Linked DNA regions of Oryctolagus cuniculus: region 1 is linked to region 2. A link is a contact called in public Hi-C data. All regions are on one chromosome and are shown on one strand. The core of a region is the stretch at or near the end of the contact, and the rest is flanking DNA. Distances in the headings are between cores, read along the strand shown.

Evidence for each region. A called contact is a pair of places that touch in the nucleus more often than the background predicts.
Region 1: a contact with region 2 is called in a Hi-C map of an unstated tissue, with 2.8 times the contacts expected there. The contact joins the enhancer-like site here to the promoter of NDRG3 in region 2. A contact is called at or near these places in 3 of 6 Hi-C or Micro-C datasets (ear pinna, skin fibroblasts and an unstated tissue).

Annotation. Positions count from the first base shown.
Region 1 is chr11:21,757,593-21,760,294 of mOryCun1.1, reverse strand. It overlaps SLA2 (Src like adaptor 2), which reads right to left. Exons shown (of 9, transcript XM_002710821.5): 7 at 2,317-2,449; 8 at 1,904-2,106; 9 at 1-1,168. The coding sequence ends at 1,941. RAB5IF (RAB5 interacting factor) reads left to right here. Exons shown (of 4, transcript XM_002710779.5): 4 at 700-1,236. The coding sequence ends at 741. Among named protein-coding and RNA genes, the nearest start is that of RAB5IF, 8.0 kb to the left of the region's middle. Within about 2 kb of position 1,369, at least 1 of the 8 cell types and tissues checked has an H3K27ac peak or open chromatin away from gene starts, as enhancers often do.
Region 2 is chr11:21,653,516-21,656,215 of mOryCun1.1, reverse strand. NDRG3 (NDRG family member 3) reads right to left here and starts at 1,341. Exons shown (of 15, transcript XM_070051877.1): 1 at 1,218-1,341. LOC138844308 (a long non-coding RNA gene) reads left to right here and starts at 1,368. Exons shown (of 2, transcript XR_011379927.1): 1 at 1,368-1,610.

The sequences.
Region 1 (2,702 bases), core at 120-2,619, 100 kb before region 2:
TTCTGATACTCGCCTTAATAGCCGAAAAGTGCACGCACCCAGCTGCTGGGTGGATAAGGAAGTACTGCGGATGCCACGTGGACGGACTTTATGCCAAGTGGGAGAATCCAGACACAGGAGCCGGTGGTGTCTGGTTCCATTTGTGCGGAATGTCCAAAATAGGCAAATCCATAGACAAAAATGGAATTCGCAGTTGCCAGTGGCTGGGGGAGGGGGAGGCGTGGGAAGGAACCAGTAATATGGACAGACTTTCTGCTCTAGGTGTTTCAGGATCAGTGGTGATGTTTCTACAGCTGAGTAAACCAAACCCCAAAGCTCTGGCTTGTACACTCTGGAATAGAAATTCTGTTCCAAAGTTAACTTCTTAACAAATTAACTCTTTGAAGGGTGGTATCAGGGCATCTTTTCCAGCCGTGAGACCCTCTGACGGGATGGTGGGGTTTCCAGTTGCTGCTGACCCTACACCTGCCGGTCGTACAGTAGTCTGTACTTAGATCACTTCCACACTGGAGCTCTACTTGGACTTGGGGGCGCAGGTTGCCGTTTGGCAGGGGTCTCTGGGAATACAGGGGACTCGCAAGCAGATTCTGCATCGGCTGCTCCTGGGGCTCGCCCGTGTGTACATTCTCACGTGGCATTGCTTGTGTGTGGAATCGGGCTGTGGGGACCCCGTGGCTGTGACATTGTCCTGCTCTCCAGGTCATCTGGATCATCTTCTACACTGCCATCCACTATGACTGAGGCTGCACAGCTCCCACCTGCTCCCCGCCCCGTCCAGAGGACCCTCTCAGTTACAGCACAGAAGCATAATTGTTGGGCCACCCCAGCCACGTGGGACCTGGAAGACCGTGTTTCCTGGACCGAGAGTCAGTGTGTTGGGTGTCTCTTCTGCAAGGGTTGTGACCTGAGACTTTTTAAGGAACCATTCACCTTCGGGAAGCACTTGTGAGTGAGGCCGTCCCCGCCCATTCCTTCTGGACACGTCTGAGACAGCCGTTTGCCGGGTGGAGCCGCCGTTCAGCCCGCCGCACCCCGGATCTGGATGAAGCATCGTCGTCTGCCTCGGTCTCCCGTCAGCTGTACAGTTTTTAAACTATCAGTGGCGTTTCAAGTCTTCTGAAGTCAGTCGGGCAGTATGTGCGTGGTCCGTAGCGCAGTACAACAGCATCTAATAACAGTTTCCATTGTAGAATGTTTTCAGATACTTGAATAAATCAAATCTTTAATTAATGAGAACCTGTTGAGATGCCTGGTAACGCCTCTCCCGCCCTTTCCCGCCCTCCAGGTAGCCTCGGGACTCATGAGCAAGCCCTGGGAGCCACCGCCCTGCTTCCCCAGCAGCCAGGCCCCATCTGCACGCAGCAGGGAGTCGGGCTGGAGCTGGTGTGCGCTGTGGAGGGAGAGGCTCCCCTCCTCCGGACGGCCTGCCCAGCGCTGCGGGTGGCTGCCCGGGCTGGACTCAAAGTGTTGTTTTTGCATTTGGCCACAAGATGGCAAGGCTGGGGTGACTGTGTGGCCAGATTTGAATGACAAACCACAGAAGGAAGTGGGGGTTGAGAGCTGGCACTGTGAAGGAGCTTGATGGGGGCCACGTGAGGATGGGGTCAGGTAGAGGCGGCAACCCAGGGTCTGCTGCCGGGGTAAAAGCCGTTGGGCCCTCAGTGTGCCTGCCTTCTGGGCCGCAGCCAGGCCTGCTGGGGGCGGTGTCGGGGAGGGCTTGACCCGGGTTATATTTAGTTGGGGCTGGTGAACGGGCCTCGGCAAGCAGGGGCCAAAAGTGGAGCTGCCGACCCCAGGGGAAGCCACTCTGCTCGGACTCGGGTTGCCATGGAGGTGACGGCCCCGGAGGAGGTCGGCGGCTTCCTGAGGCCCGCCCACCACGGAGCGGAGCGCAGGGCCTTACCTCTGGGGGCTCGGTCTGCTTGAGCTGGGTTCGAATTCTACGTGCTGCAGTCTGGGTTCCCCTTGCGCCCTCTGCTGTGGGCCTTGGCGTCGTCCAGGGAGCCGTCCGTCAGGCTCATGTAGGAGCTGAGGGACTCCCGGAGCCCCTCGCTCAGGAGAGACGCCTGGCCGGTGGCAGCCGACCCGTCAGAAAACAGGGCAGAGCTGTGTGAGACAGAGCCGGTCAGGGCGCCGCCGCCTCGTGGTCTCTGCTCCCCGTGCCTCCTGCCAGCAGGGGCAGAGGGTGCCCTGTCCCCCTCAGCCAAGGCCCCGGCCCTCAGGACTTCTTCCTGTCCAGGCTGCCCCTCCCTGGCCGCCTCGGGCCCACCCCGCCTTGCACGGTCCCAGGGTCCCTGTTTCCAGGAGGCCACCTACCTGTCCAGCTGGTCCCAGTTGAGGGGCGCCCTTTGCACAGTCACAGGGAGGGACCTGTCCCTGCCGGGGCGCGGGCCGGCGCTCTGCAGGGCACAGGGCTCCTTGAGGCGGCAGCAGATGTCGTCCGCCAGCTCTGAGGAAGAGACCCGGCGCCCTGATGTCGCGGCCCGGCCCTGCCTCAGCCCTGCATCCCTCCCTGGCTGCTTGCAGACGGGGGCCGGGGTACGCAGCACGGTCACGGGGTGACAGCGCAGAGGCCCGTCGGTTCCCGGGCCCCTTGATTCTGGTTAGGAAGGAGCCGCCTCCTGGGCGCCACCCCAGACACCCCGACCGGTGGTCCCGCGAGGGGGCTCCCCCTCTCCGCGCCCCTCACACGTCCCTGCTGG
Region 2 (2,700 bases), core at 92-2,591:
AAGGCAGCCTGAACTAGTTATTTTGGGGGTGAAACAGTCACATATTTTTACAGCTGCTCACTTGGGACTTTACATCGAGGGAGGCTCCTTAGACTCGGCACCCCGGGTCTGTGCTCTTTCTCTTTTTATCTTAAATACCAAAATGCTCAAGCCCAGCTGGAGCTGAGCCAGGAAATCCCAGGACGAGGTGAGCGCTGGCCCAATCTGCTCTGTCACCGGCAAGCCCAGCCAGCCCGGGGAGCCCAGACCTGCTGTCCTCGAAGCTGGGAGAGGAAGGCTCACCGCACACTCTGGGGGCTCCCGGGTGGGGCGGGGGGGCAGTCCGGATGCAGGCAGGCATCGCCGGGAGCTGCCACCCAGAGCTTCCCCGCTCCCGAACTGGGAGGCTCCCGGTCCACCTGTGACAGGGAGGCCAGCTCTGCAGGGGGGGAATGGGGGGGGGGGGGGGAGGCAGTGGACTGCGAAGCCCTGTGGTATTAAGGGAGATCATCTTAACAAAATGCTTAGCAAGATCCCAGCACACAGCAAGCACGCTACTGTCATTATTATCCTCATTACAGCAACACCTCCATTGCACTCCGACAGCAAGAACACACCCGATCTGTAGCCTGCTTTAGCGACGTTTAAGAACAATTTTCGAGGTAACAAGTGCATTTCAAACAAAAAAAAAAAAAAAAATTTAAGGTCCGAGATCAAATTCCAAGTGCACTGGCCCCAGAGCCGGCAGAGCCACTTGTCAGCCGCGTGACCTTGGAAACCGCACTTCGCCTCTCCGTGCCTCAGTTTCCTCCGCTGCCTTAAAGTGGAGCTCAGAGGCCAATCTCCCACCAGGTGGTCGCGGGATCCCGCCCCCGGGTGCCCGCTGCCGCTTCGGGCCTGCACGGGTGCAAGGAGAGCCCGCGGCCCACCGAGCTCCGCCACCCGCACAGCGGGAGAAGGGGTCGCACTCGCAGGGAGTCCCCGCGGCCCAGGGTGGCGGCGCCCGGAAAGGATGCAAGCAGGTGGGCACCGGGAGCGGCCGAGGGGGGCCGGGCTGACCCAGGTCCGGAGTGCGGGCGGGGTGGAGGGCTCCGGGGGCTCGACGGAGGCTGGCAGCGCCGGCCCCCAGCCCCCGCCGCGCGGCGCACACGAGGCGGGGAAGAAGCAGGGAAGAAGAGAGACGCCCCCGCATGCGGCGCCGCGCGCCCCCCGGGGGCCGGGCTGAGGCGCTCACTCACCTGAGGCGCGGGCACCCGCCGTCAGTGCAGCAGCGGCGGCGGCGGCGGCGGCGGCGAGAGGGGCGGGGGAGGCGCTGCGGCCGCGCAGGCGCGCTGAGGATGCCGGGGCCGCGCAGGCGCGCCGCTCCTGCCTGCCTCGGGAACTACCGAGAAGATGGTGGCGGCGCTGGGGAAAGCCTGGGGCGCCATCTTGGATGTAGTTTCTCTTGCTGCGGAGTCGGCTGAAATCTGAATCGGAGCGGCCAAGGTACGTGCGGCCACAGCCTCCTCCCCTTCTCCGAGTCCCGTCCCCACGAAGGCCGCAGGAAGCCTCGCAGAGTGTCATCCTCTTCCTAAGGCGGTCCAGAGACGCAGCCGAAGCCACAGGGCGCGTGGAAGAAGGCTTACTGACCAGTGAGTGGACGCAGTAAACAAAATCGAAACCCAAGACTTGGGGCTCCTAACACCTAGGGCTGTGCCAGGACCCCTGGCGCTGCACTGCCCCTCCCTGGAGGATGGCCCACGCGAAGCGTAATTATCTATTTAAATAATAACGCCGAAACGTGCAGGACACAATTTCTCCCCTAAAGGGCTTATTTATTATTGATTGATTATACAAGTAACACTGCTAAAAGTGATATTCTTTTAACAAAATCAGGGAAAAAGGAACAAATAAATATCAACAGACCTCCCAGAGGGCAGTGGTAACACTGCTATTCACCGAGGACAATTCCTGAGCCAAACTTGAGTAAAGCTATTATCAATTAAGCACAGCCCTTTGTTATACTGCTAACATTTACTGAGTGCCATACTGGTTCTAGTCCACTCTGCTACTCTATGTCCTCAGTAAGCTATCTATGCTTGTGTTCCTCATCACAATAAAAAAATTGTTAAGTTATGAGACTGTGGTAAGGACTAAATAGTATGCATATAAAATGCTTAGAGTCCAATACTCCCTTTGTTCTATCATATGTAGCTGTTGAAAACAATCTAAACATTTATCTGAAAGGGGGAGAGAGAGAAAATCAATGTCTTCTCTGCTGGTTCACTCCCCACATGGCCTCAACAGCCTGGGCCCAGCCAGATCTACGTGGGTGGCACTGGGTGGTTCCGAGTATGGGGAGCTGCTTCCCCTTGTCAGTGTACTGCTCAGTACAGAAATAGAGTAAAGTCCCAAAGAGAGTGCAAAAGCAAAAAGCAGGTTCATTTACAGTAAGTGACAAAAGCTGAGCCTGGTGGGTTGGCCTCCTTCATGTAATTTTCTCCTTCCTCCCCCCTTATCGGTAACATCCTGGCCCTTCACCTGCTGCATTCAGTAGGAGGTTGTATTTGGATTGACTTCCCAGTCTGTCTATTAACTCAAAGGGGTGGGTAATTGGATTCTCCAGAGGGAGTTTTCTAGAATTTGCCCAAGATCCACTTTCTTTTTCCTAACTGCCTCAGAGACCGATTTTCCTTATACCAAGGTTCCAAGTACTTGGGCCATCCTCAGCTTCCTCCCCAG